2 separate regions of the Muntiacus reevesi genome follow, and region 2 is linked to region 1. The links are chromatin contacts, called in public Hi-C maps. All regions are on one chromosome and are shown on one strand. The core of a region is the stretch at or near the end of the contact, and the rest is flanking DNA. Distances in the headings are between cores, read along the strand shown. Region 1 holds the start of MEF2A (myocyte enhancer factor 2A). Region 2 holds the start of LRRC28 (leucine rich repeat containing 28).

Region 1 (6,699 bases), core at 1,517-4,016:
ATAGATCATTCTCAAGCTCTAATTCAACACAGTGATATTACAATTATTACCTCTAAACCCCAAAAAGGTACCTTCCTTCTACTGAACACCCTCCACCACTCATTCACTCATTGCTCTAAACAATTTAGTGGAGAGAAAAAAAAACTTCCTGGGAAGTAATTTAAGGAGTTAAACATAATTTTATCATCTTTTCTCCAAGATTAATAAAACCATAGTTATATATATAACACTGTGAATTAAATGAAATAATTGTGTTTAGAGAGATCACTACTACCTCACAATGCCTCTAGTAAATAAACTTTCACTGGAAGCACTCTTCTAATAGAATTATTAAAGACTACGTCTACAAAGTACTTAAATCAATAGTTTTAATTCTTCAGTATTTTCACTGCAACACCATTACCACAACTTTTTACACTTTACTACACTGCTCACTGAGAATTAAAAATGATTCCAGAATCGGTTAGTGAATCATCATATAGAACTAGACACATAACATGTGTTCATTGTTTGATATAAAGTCTAACTAAAATTGTCATCCACTTCAGTGAAGACATTTTTGACTTTTTTCCTAAAACAAAAGCTGCCTTTAACAGGAAAAGACATGAGTAAAGACTTATAACTCCAAAAACAAACCAAAAGATGTACATAAAAAGTCATAATTAAAAAAAAATAAAATAAAAATAAAAAATAAAAAAAATAAATAAATTTTAAAAAGTCATAATAAACAAGAGTTGTTTTAGCCTCATTTCTTAAATTCATACTAAAATAAATGCCATTTCTGTGTTTGCAGGGAAAAAAATCTTTAAGCTATATTGTTTACCTTTGCCACAGACTGTACAAGTACTGCCAAGGTAAGACAGATTTTAAAACTGACAACTGGAGTACTTGGCAGTTGCCAAAACAACACAGCTGGATTCTTAAAGGAAAAGTGCTCTTGTGTAATGTACACCTAATTACAGCTTTAGAGAAACTTCTCTCCATTTAGTAAAAAAAAAAAAATACACATGGAAAACATACTGCACTAAAACTTGACAATTTTCTGACAATATTTTTTTAAAAATACACATAACTCTTAACACACCACAGCAGGCCTTTTTAAAAGCACACATATTAGAATCACAATCTCACTGTACACTAAAATGCAGGTTAACACTGTGCTATGACTCTTCAATCCACACATGGATCCCTACCGAATCCTGACAGGATGCTCGCTTCTTATCTCAGCAATCAGTCATCAGGTCTGAGGACATTTTTACAGTGACATTTTGGGGGGGGGGGGGGGGGGCGCGGCACACAGCAACTTGTTTTTTCTAGTTCAGAAACGCTCACCATTTCCAAACTTGTTTATACTATCTCACCTACCAAGGGATCCTCATGGATCAAAGACAGACGGAATCGAACTAAAGGACAAAGTTTCCATCACAGAAAACCTTCCCTGCGACCCGGGATCTACTTTGGACGGACGTGTCGGGGGCAGCAAGCGGTTCCCTATGCAGCCCCTTCCCCCCGCGACGTTTCCCCGCACCGTCGGGAATCCACACCCGCAGGTGCCCCCAGGTCCAGGCCACCTTCTGGCCCCAAGTACCGAACCGGTCAGTGACACACACACACACAAACACACACACACACACACACACACACAGAGTTCCGTTCCGTTAGACCAACCTTCATCCAAAACAGAAGTGAGGGAACTTCTGAGTCCAACAAGAGCGCAAAACGCCCCCTGCACCAGGGGTCAGTCGCTTCGGGGAGACCCCTGCCTAGCACGGCAAGATTAAGAAAACGGCCCGCGGGCGTTTCCCCACAGAGAGCCTCCGGACCCCCAGGGAACTCCCTCAACTTTCAAGGAGGCGACGTCCGCCACCGCCCCCCAGCCCCAGACGCGACGTGCGCCCCGGGAGGCTCCGAGCGCCTAGCCCGCGCCGCCGCGCCTCCCTCAGCCGGCCCGCGACGCCCCTCAGCCAGCGGGCCCGCCCTCGGGGCACCCCGCCCCCACCTCCACAGGAGGCGCCGACCCCGACGCGACCACTGCTCGCCGCCTCCCCGCACCCCACCCGGCTCGCCGCAGCGCGCCTCCGCCCCGGCCCCTTCCAGCTGGACGCGGCGCCTCGCCGCCGTCCCGGGGGCCCCGCGAGCGCCCCTCCCGAGCGGCGCCGCCCCCCGCCCCGGCGCCCCCCAGCCCTCACCCGGTCCTCTCGCGGAGACGCAGCCCCCTAGGACCCCACCGACCCCACCGACCGAGCCCTGTCACCAGCGGCCCTCACCCGGTCTCCGGCGAATGCGGGCGGGCGCACACACGCCGCAGCCAGGGCCCGCCACCCGCGCTCCGCGCCGCCCGGAGCCGCCTCCTTCAGCCCCGGACTCGCCGGGACATCCGCGCACGGATCCCCACACCGGGGCTATTTTTAGGAGACAGGCCCCGGCCAGACCGGAACTCGTTCCGTCGGCGCGCGTGCGCACTTCTCCACGGCCCTCTGTGTTCCTCCGCCAGGCTCGCCTCTCCCTGCCTTCTTGCTCCCTCTCTAGCGTCTCTCTTCAGGTTTCCTCTCAGGGCTGAGTTATCCTCTTGGTGGGGCCCGGAGCACTTGGAGTGGGGAAAACAAAGGTTATGGGCCGGGAGAGCCGTACCGTGTGAGGAAGAGCACTGCCCCACAAAGGCGCGCGGGGCGGACTATGTTTTTTCGGGTGGGTGAGGAGACGAATCACCCGGCACAGGAAGGAGATGACGGCGGTTTGGCGCCGGGGCTGCGCGCCGGAGCCCGCTTCCCTCAGAAGGACCGTGTTCTCCTGGAAGGGATATTGGTCACTTGATGAGGGCTCGGGCGCCTCCCAGGGCGGGGCGGCCCGGCGGCGTCGCGCCTTGCAGCCCCCGCCTCCCCCGCGGCGGCCTCCCAGACCAGCCGCCGGGGCCCGGCCGGGAGCGGCTCCAGTGACGAGGCGCGTGGCGGGTCGCCTCGCGCGGCCGCCCGCTCCGGCCAGCCCGGGGCGCCGGGGGGCGGGGCTCCCGGGGGTGGGGCCGGCGTCGGGGCGCGCGCCCGGCCGTGGCCGCGAGTCCGGTGCCAGGCGGCGTCGCTCCGGAGGGCTCGGGCCCCGCCCGCCGAGCTTCTGGAGCCGCCACCGGACCCCCCGCCCGCGGGCCGCGCTCGGCGCCCCCGGGCTCCGCTCGCCACGGCGCCCCGCGGGCTCCGCTCGCCGCGCCCACGGCCTCGGTGCGGCCAGTACCGCACCTGTGTTTTCGCCCGAGCGGCCGCCGGGCCACCCGCCCTGAGCGAGTGCGGTGGAACCCAGGCCCCCTAGACGGCGGGACTTGAAGCGGCGTGGAAGGCGAGCGACCCCTTTCTGGGTGGTCGGCCAGGCTCCCTGCGTCCCAAGAGAGACGCAACCTACTAGTCTTTACTACTAGTAATAGTTGCTAGTAGGCACAGCTGGTATACCTTTAGCGCTGAACTGTGCGAATAGTTTGCATTTGATATCTCGTCATCCTTACAACATCCCTATGAAGTAGATTCAGTTTCTATTCCCATTTTACATAGGAGGAAAAGGAAGCTCGAGTGCTGAAGTGACCTTCGGAGGTTACAGAGAGCACTGAGCACTTGAACTCCTGACCACCCTGCATACTGCCTTTTCTGAGAGAGGTGCGAAGGAGATGTGTGGGGGGAGCTGTTGATTTTTGTCGAGGGAGGTCATTAGGAGGTGAGCCGTTGTGGTCTTTGCATCGTGAAGGCTGCTCCCCTGGCGTTTCTACAGCCACGCTGCCTATCTCTGCACCTATGCAGTGGACACAAAGCCAAATAATTATATTCGTTTGAAGATGAAAAATTCATTCCCAAGGCACTTGAAAACAAAGTGGTTGGGGTGAGTGAGCAGATTCGCAGAGGCTATGGGTAGAGAAACTGGGAAGTTTCAAAGGAAGCTGGAGACTAGCAGGCTTCCGCCCTCAAGGACAAGGCAACCTCCTGGGGAGAACGCAAAAGGGACACGCAGACATCAGACACTGGCAGATGAACTTGGAGTTCTGCTCAGAGCCCCACAATGTGTTCCGAGGAATCAGCAGCAGGGAAGTTTAAAAAAAAAAAAACACTTTAGAATTTGGTGTGACCCTGCAAACCATGTGGAAATGCACACTTTTTAACCTGCCAGAAGCTGCAGATCCAGCTGGATTTGACTTCTCTGCTCTAAGAAAACAGAAGAGTTGAACAGTTTTCCTTCAGAAAAAGGTGAGGTGGAGAGCCGGTGGGTGATGGCTTCCCTCATTCACTTACTCTTCATCCTGGAAGGAGAAGAGGGACAATGAGAACAATTTTTTCTGAAAGAGTTTTTCATACTCTCATTGTTCCTTCCCATCTACCACCCTTGGCAGAAGCTGACCTTCTTGGAGGCACATAAGACTCAGTTCAGACTGCCCGCCTCCTACCCTTTCAGTGCTACTGGTCATTCCAGAAAGTCAGATAGAGAACTTGGCTTTGAGTCTAGCCAAAGCAGAAATGAAGAGTATCTGTGTTGCATAAGAGCATCTCTTTCCCCAACTGCCCCCCCCCCCAATCAAAGCCCTTGTCTAAAAATTGAAGGAGGGAGGGAGGGAAGAAGAAAGGAAAAAGGGAAAGTTTAAGAATTCTAGAGCACAACTATTGTAAAATCCATTAGCAAACCATAATCACTGTTATCTGTAACTAAAGTAACCAATCTCAGGAAATTATCACAGCCTTTATGGTCTCAGAAGCATGTGTCTGAAGTCCGGTGTCTCCAACAGTTTGCTGCACTCAAGCTGGGCATAGATCATGTGCCTATGGCTTCAGAGGAACTTCCAAAGAGCAGCATCTCTTAGTCCTCCAACTTTTTCTGTCCTCCTTAAAGCTCTTAGGTGTCCAAGTGTGTCTCAACTGAAGGGGCTCCACGTTGTACCAGGCACTGTGATATAGAGGTGAGAAGGAGCAGCCCTTCCTTCAAAGAGGCTGGCAGGCCATGGGGGAGGTACACCTTAAAACACAAGCCAGCTTGATAACCACCCAGAGAGGGGTTTCCAAGGAGACTAGAAGAGCACAGAAGATGAATATCTAAGAGGGGAAGAGAATTAGGGAAGTTTTAGAGGAGGCAACCCCACAGTGAATCAAAAAGCGTTCAAGAAGGATGAAAAGGGGTCCTCTCATTATGTCTTGATCTGAAGAATAAAGCCCAAGCTCCCTGGGAGGCAGAGATCTCAGACCACTGGTCAGCCTTACCCTCAGCCTTTCCTGCCAGATACCTCACCATCCCCATTCAGAAATAGGAATCACACACCAGGCTATTTTCTGTGTCTATAGGATAAACCCCTTTGCGTCTATCAGGTCTCCATTAGGCTTCATTTTCTCTAATAGCTTTTCTCTAATACAGTGCCTAGTTGAAGTGTAAATATTTCTGTATGTATGTCTGTTTCCTTCCTTCTGGTGAGTAAGCCCCTTGAAGACAAAAAATGTGATTTATTCCTTAATTGACCTGCTATATCTAGTACAGTGCCTGACATGTAGTAGACAGTCAAATGTTTGTTAAATATGTTTGAGCAGCCTATAGGCAAAGGAACTGCTGTGTGCAAGGACCCCGTGAGTTTGGCTCAAGAGAGAAATTATAGCTAGTGCAGTATGCCTGGAGCCTGGGGTCTGATCAAGCTCTGAGGAGCGGTGGGAGACAAACCTGGAAGAGCGGTCAGAAGTGAGACCGGAGAGAGCTTTAGCCCATCAAGTCAGGCCATTTGGATTTCTTTCTGAAAGCAAAGGGAAGCCTTGACAGATTTCAAGCAGGTGAATAGCAAGATCTATTGGGCATTTTAGAAGGATTCCTGAGGGCAGTAGTGGCGTTGGATGGGAGGGAGCAAGACTGGAGGCAGGACAACCAGTTAGGAGGCCCTGGCGGTTTAGCCGCTGCTGTCAGAACCTCTGTCCTTCCAACCCCAGATATCTCCGCAGACTGTCCCCACACATGCTAATGGCTTCCTGTTTCTCTGTTGAGGCTCTGGCCCAACAGAGAGGACTTGCTTGGGTCAGTAGATAGACACACCAGCTTGCTCGTACCTTATGAAGACAATTCTGAGGCATGTACCTCAGAGTTTCAGAGATCCCAGTGGATTAAGCCCCTTATCCTCAATGGTGATCCACTCATTAGCACACTTTTTGATGTCTCCTCTCACTTCCCACGTCTCATTTTCCAACTCCCCCACAGCCCTTTGCAGGATCACCTCCCAAATAAACCACATGCACCAAAATTCGTGGTTTGGGATCTGCTTTTCAGAAGACCTGTTTAAGACAAATTGCAAATGAGATAAGAAAGAAAGAGGGCCTGTCTGAAGACAGTTGCCTGGTGGTAAGGAAAGGGCAGAAGCAAAACGTGGAGCTGGAAGGAGAACTGATTGCTGCTTGACCTTTGAATCTGGGATCAGGGAAAGCAGAGGAGACTCAGCTGCTTCCCGGTTTCTGGCTTAGGCTCCTGAGTGGATAATTGCAGCATCGTTTAAGTGGAAGACACTGGAGAAAAGTGAGGTTGAGGGGACTGGATGAGGGGAGTATGATGAGTTCCAGTCTCCTCATGTTGAATTGACATGCCTGTGGGACAAATTATCCCTAGCCTTGTGGGGCTGGAAAAAGATACAGCTAGATAAGATTGGACAATATAGGGAGGGGTTCCTGGAGGAGGAGAAATTTAAGCAGAGTTTTGAAACTGAGGTAT
Region 2 (6,748 bases), core at 3,092-5,591, 380 kb after region 1:
GAATGGGGACTGATTTTTTTTTTTAATTTTATTGTAGTATAGTTCACTCACAATGTTGCATTAGTTTCAGGTGTACAGCAAAGTGATCTGGCTGTGCACACATATATATTCATTCTTCTTCAGATTCTTTTCTCAGATAGGTTATCACAGAATATTGAGTAGAGTTCCCTGTGCTATATAGTAAGTCCTAGTTGGTTATCTATCTTATATGTATTAGCGTGTGGGACTAAGTGGTATATTAGTGAATATTTTGCTTTCCTATACAACTCCTGCAACTTTGTAACTGCAGGAATTGGATAGTGAATTTCCACCTAAGGAGAACCCACTGTATATGGACTTTTATTACATGTTTATACAATAAGAGGGGATATACATCTTGGTTCTGGATATCTTAAGAAACATAAAACATATCTTGATCAGGACTACATTATAAAGAACTTTTAAAAAACGTAATGTAATACTGTACCAAGGTTGTAAGGGAGTTCCTTTTCATGTAGAGTCTCTCCAAGTACTGTAGTCCCTCATCTTTCAGTAACTCCAATGGGAAATGCTGCAGATTCCTGTAATTTAAGAACAAATTCTTGTGCTTTTCCAGCCTTGCCACAGAGATCGTCTTACAAAGTTCGGATGCCATGGCTGAACATATTCCATCAGGCACACTGCAGTACTACATCTTGTCAAAATTGGTCCATTTCTAAAGAGAACAAAAAACCTGAAAATTATGATACTGGTAACAAAAGTTGCCAGTTAACATATATAGCTATTTGCAGACATTAAAAAGAGAGTTATACATCAATTCCTACATTTTCATTTCATAGCAGCTAAATTTTCATACATATTTAAAAGATTAAAATGAATAACTATTTAATTTTAAAAAGTACTCTATTTAAACAATATTTACTACTTAGTAGAATAGTCCTATTTGAAAAAATAGTTCTTGAAATTGAGATAGGAATCCCTATCTAAGAGAACAGAGACCAGTTTCATAACACATAACTGAAGAAAGAGCTTAAAAATCAGACACAGCAAAGCCATTTCCTTCCTTCCTATCTCATTTTGTCTTTAACTTAAAATATTTTTAAAATACTTAAATCTATATAAACTATGACTAGATCATTTACAGCTTCATTTTCTGCACTTCTAACTATCTAAATATTGTTCTATATTGTAATATTTTCTTTCTTTTCTCCTCATCCTCTTTTCTTTCTTCTTAGCTTTGCAGATTATCAGCAGTAGCAAAGAAACAGGCCTGGGAACATAGTTTCACTTTATTATTTCAATGAAAGAAGAAATACTGCCCTAGGAAATAAGAATTCTGTACTTTTCTATTACAACCTCTCTGGGCTTCAGCTGCCTAACATATAAAATGGAGACAGCAATTTATTGGTAAGGGCCAGAACCCAGAACAGATTAAATTCCCTTCTAGCTCTAAACTGACATGGGTAGGAAGAGAAATAAGATTTGCCATCTTATCAATTAGACACAGGGCAGAAACAAACTTCACAATCACCACAAAAAGAAACAAGCTCAGAGCTACAATAATCTGCCCAAGGTCAAGCAGCTCATAAGGGAATAAAGGATTTTTTTTCCTTTGGGTGGGGAAGGGTGTCCAGACTGAAGTCTTTGCACACACAGACCAACAGGATTCTACAAGATACTAAGGAAATGCTAAAACACTAAAAACAAGTTGAGCTTTGTTCAAAGATTCTGCTCTCGTTTACTTGGGCACCCTTCCTCAAACTCTCCGAAGGAAAATACCTTTCAAAGAAAATGTTTTTTCTTAAGAAAAATTTTCACTGAGAATTGACACCAAATTAGCACAAACATAGTAACGTAAGCTTTCAATAAGCAGTGTTTGGTTAACTTTTTGTTTATATTCTATTATTTCCAAACTCTAATTCCTAATAGGAAAGTACCTGCTATTTTATATAAAAGGCAAGAGAATATGGAGTACTCAAAAATCTCCCCAATGGAGCATGAGAGTCCAATACCTTCCCATTTTTATACTAGCTACTCACTTACCTATTTTTATGAGACATATTACATGACTCTAAACAAGATAATCTTTCCACATCTTAATTCTCTCCCTATGAAGCAAGGAGAATGAGGCTAGAAATAACGTTGATGATTGTTATTTGGAAAGGGAAGTTTTCTGGGTAATTATTCACTTAAATGGTAAACTGGAAGCAGTTTAGCTGTCTCAGAAACACCTCAAACAACACATTCAAATAAGAGTTCTTTTATTTTCATCACCTATCCAATTCTCTCCCAGTTGTTCCAAACACCAGGAAAGCCTGAAGTCAAGAATGATTCCACCCACCACCTCCAATCCATCACAAGGCCTATGGTTTCCATCTCCAAAATACACCTCAATTCAATCCACATTTCTCCATCTGCCAAAATAGAAAACCAGTCATCTCCTGCCTGATCATATATTTTACTGGTCTCCCTGTGTTTAGTCATTCTGTAATACGTTAATCACTTAGCAGGGAGCTTTTAAAAGAGTAAATCCAATTGTGTCTCCCTCTCTCTCTCAGGTAAATTCACTCCCTAGTCACATGAATTCTTAAAAAAAAAAAAAAAAAAACCTTCAAAAGTTTATTTAGAAAAATCAAACTTACCAGGTATTGAGGGCTCTTCCCAACCTGGTCCCACCCACTCCTTCAGCCTGGCAGCACCCTTCCTAGTTTTTCACCAGTCCTGGGCTTCTCTAGTGCTTCTGAGTTCTGCACTCCTCACATCACTTGCTGCTCTCCTCTGAGCCTTGAAAACACTGTCTCAACACTCTTCAGGTTTCAATGTAAAATCACATCTCCATCCCAAATAAAGTACTCTCTCTTCCTCTTTCTTTGTAGAACTCTCCACAGTTTATTATCTCTGTATTTATTGATGTATCTATTATCAATCTAGCCCAGAGGCTGTACCATGAGCTCCTGAGGGCAGAGATCCTGCTGTTTTCTTCACATTTGTATACCTGCTTCTATCGCAAAGCAGGCCCTCAAACAGCTGATGAACTGCTGAAAGTAGGGCATGTGAGTAACACTGCAAGGTAGACTTTTTTTTCATCTCTGATCTAAGGTCATACTTACATACTTGTAGATACTATATGCTGAGTGTTTTCTATGTGCTTTGATGTCTCAATCCTTAAAACTGTGCATTGCGATATGTTATTTAGCCTGTTTTATAGATGAGGAAACTGAGTTTTCTCAGAGAGCAACTCCTCAGAATTCCAACCCAACTGAACGACTTCAAAGCCTGTGCGTTGTTCTACAGTGTAGCCTTTCATGAACTTCAGCAGGACCCGTGTTTCTGCCTATTACTATTTAAACGGAAGGCAAAGCTTACACAAATTTAAGACCACAAGGCAGAGCCCACACTCCTTGATGGTTAGATCCAGTAAGAGAATACAGCATAACCTGATGGCTCCCCTTCTAATCCTGCAGAGATGGTTGGCATTGACTGCTTTAAAAACGTCATTACACTCTGTTAAAATGCAGTTTGGCAGATGAAATCTACACAAATGAAATCTGAAAGCTGTCAATAATAAATAATGGTAATGGTTTTCCAAATGCATTCATTGGTAGTACAGGATAATTTTCTCACACATACTGCCTTCAGTACCTCTTATCTACAATTAAAAGCAAATGATACACTTAATACTAGCTGTATACAACTGCATCTGCATAAGAGTGTTCTGACAGGTAAACACCAATCCACTCTATTACTGTTTAAAGAAAACAAACCTTTCCACCTTAAGAAAATTCCACACATTTTTAAGCAGGTGTGTTTTAAAGGGAAAGGTGTACCTTCGATTGACTTCCATACTTAACTCGGTGGAATACCCACTCCAACTTCCTGATACTGGAGATTAGAGGATTAAAATCGTACATTAAAAGCGTTTGTTAAGGTTATTTTCTCAGTACTGAGAAGACTAGCAGAAGTCAGGCAAAACACATGCCATTTTGCCGAGTTAACCAAGCACTCTCGCCGTTAGACTTTGGAAGCAGCGAGACTAGTAGAAAGGATTTCACAGTCCCAGTGAAGGGATTCTGCTACCACCTAGGGCTAGGAGGGCCCGGCGGCAGTGGCTACCCGAGGCCCGGGTGGGCCCGCTCGGGCCGGGGTCCACTTGCTGCGGCCCGACGCCTCTGCCGGGCTCGGCCTGCTTGGCCAGGGGCCGGGCCAGAGTGCACTGCTACGTGAGGCACCCGAAGGACCGAAGCACCACACTCACCTCCGCCGGCGGAGCCAGCGCTCCCGAGCTGAGGGGCGCCGGACGGCTAGCCGGGGCTCGGCAGGCGAGGCGGGGCGCCGGCGGCGACGGGGCGGGTCGCGAGCGAAAAGGGGCGGGGCGGGGCGGGACCCTCTCTTCAGAGGTTTGGGGGAGGAGCGAGCCCGGGAGAGGAAGCTCGCGATAACACGCCCCTGTGGTCGCCGTCTTACGATAGGTCGAGCGAGATGCTCGTTTTCCAAGCGGCGTGCCTATTGGTCAAAACTGCGGCTTCTCTGCGACTGGCCCCGCCTCCGACTCGGTCCTTGCTTCCGGCTCTGGCCTCAGAGGTTACCGTTGAGCTGGAGTTTAGTGCTCAGTTTTGAGAGGGTGGTTTAGCTGGCTCCGGCCTCAGGGACCGTCAGTAACTTATCAGTTCTTTCGTTCCTACGTTTACTGACGCACTCCTCCTCCTGTTCAATACATACGTTGAGAAATTAATAACACCCAGTGTGTACCACGCAACGTTCTAAGATCTGTACACAGGTTATCTCACTTAACTCATGGCAATCCTATGACACAAATACTATTATTATACTCGTTTGACGGATGAAAAACGGAGACCCGGTGGTTTTCTGTAATGTGGCCAAGGTTAGTGATCAAGTAGTAAGCTTCTTAAAGCACAGTATAAAAAGAAGTCACTGCGCGCTGGCAAGTTCGTTCCAAACTTGAGGCAGTAACCCAGTCTCTGCTCTTGAAATACTTGAAGTGTGCTGCGAGAAACGATCGTGGAAAGGACACTAACAACTTAGTAAGTAAAGTACTCTGGCAGTTCCTAGCATGACTGAGTAGTCTGTCAATAAATATTTAATAATATTCCCGTGTCAGCAGAAAGAGTCATAAAAGGAAGAATCTTTCATGCTGGTAAAAACGAAAAAAAGAGAAAAATCCAAGCATTGTTAGGAAACAGTAAAAAAAAATACTTTTTAAAGTTCCTTGCTTGTTAGTGTGACAACGTTTCTTCTGAAATGAAGTTTTTAAAAAAACTTCCTCTCACGAAACCACTGTTATTATTCTTTGAAAAGCTTGATGCTGATTAAACTACTGGTTCATTGTCAAGCAATCTTGACTATAGATTTATATTGGTTTACTTAGTTACTGTTAGAGATAACCTGCAAAGCAGACTTACACTAAGTAAAAATAAGACCTATGGCAAAATAACGTCTGCCTTCTGAAACTGACACAAAAGTAGCCATGTGATTCTTTGTATTAGTATATTATCCTATGTGTGCCCTGCTCACTGGTGTCGGACTCTGCCACCCCACCCACTATAGCCGGCCAGGCTCCTCTGTCCATGGAATTTTCCAGGCAAGAATACTGGAGTGGGTTGCCATTTCCCCACATAGTGATCGAACCTGCGTTTTCAGAATCGCAGGCAGATTCTTTACCACTGGGCCGCCTTGGAAGCCCATATTATCCTATGGACACTCTTAAAAGTTGTCTGAATTTGTCAAGTGCCAGTTTCACATTTTGCCTCACTCAAAACAAGGTGGGCGAGGGGAATCCTCTAATCCAAACCAGTAATTCGGCAGTCTTTGGTAAACTTTAACATCAACGGGCAGTGATACCACTTTAAGAAAATTCCAAGGAAAAGACCAACCCCCGTTTTAAAATTCCTTCCTCTGGCTCCCAAGGATTGGTTTGCAAACTTAGACAAAATACTCTTCTCCACTCCCTATTGGTGCATAATCTGTCATTCATTCTCCCTGGAATTTAGTGTGGTACCAGGTCGCTTTACGGGAAAAGACTGCTCCAATTTAGCCTGGAATTGCCCAACTTTAGACTTTTATCATGGTGCTCAATCTGTAAAAAGAATCACCAAACTGATAAAACCAGTACAGCGTTGGATCAAACTGGTAAATCAGGCTGCCAAGACAACTGTGTAATTCGATCGAAAAAGAAACGGACAACTCTCAAGCACACAGGGTAATTGACAAAGGATTTTACGACACAGTGAGAGATGTGAGAGTTAAACTTTTCTGATTTTTTCCTTTTGCTAGTTTTAAAGGCATAGATGTCAAAGGAAAAGCAAATAAACTGCTGGCATAATGCAAGAATGGCAGGAGGAAGGTTTATCAGAGGGTGTTTTTCTTTTATAAAGAACATTATTCGCAGATTAGCAATGGATTTTGGAATGGTAAAGGGAACAAGGTAATAAAATTTACTAAAGATTATTTTATACTCCAAGAATCTGTGGTTTATTATTGCATTAATATGGATTTAGAGGAACACTTAATAATGTTATTGTAATTATTAGGAGAAATAGATATTTTTGTTTGTATATTATCATACCTAGCATAATAGGCAATCCAGCTGTTAAAAGATATCATCTTTGGACCCAAGTTTTGTGTATAAATGTAGATTTGGAGATCTAGGGACAAATCTGCTAATGACAAGGGAAAACATAATTTTGGTATATGAAATAGAATCAGAAGGTGATGAATGTAAGGATAAATTCTCAAAAACCAAGTCCAGCAT

What was found. A called contact is a pair of places that touch in the nucleus more often than the background predicts.
Region 2: a contact with region 1 is called in a Hi-C map of muscle, with 4 times the contacts expected there. The contact joins the promoter of LRRC28 here to the promoter of MEF2A in region 1. A contact is called at or near these places in 2 of 3 Hi-C or Micro-C datasets (blood and muscle).

The regions. Positions count from the first base shown.
Region 1 is chr15:6,143,436-6,150,134 of mMunRee1.1, forward strand. MEF2A (myocyte enhancer factor 2A) reads right to left here and starts at 2,767. Exons shown (of 13, transcript XM_065905908.1): 1 at 2,632-2,767.
Region 2 is chr15:6,522,402-6,529,149 of mMunRee1.1, forward strand. It overlaps LRRC28 (leucine rich repeat containing 28), which reads right to left and starts at 4,342. Exons shown (of 9, transcript XM_065906676.1): 1 at 4,235-4,342; 2 at 467-694. The coding sequence starts at 634. TTC23 (tetratricopeptide repeat domain 23) reads left to right here and starts at 5,987. Exons shown (of 12, transcript XM_065906944.1): 1 at 5,987-6,232.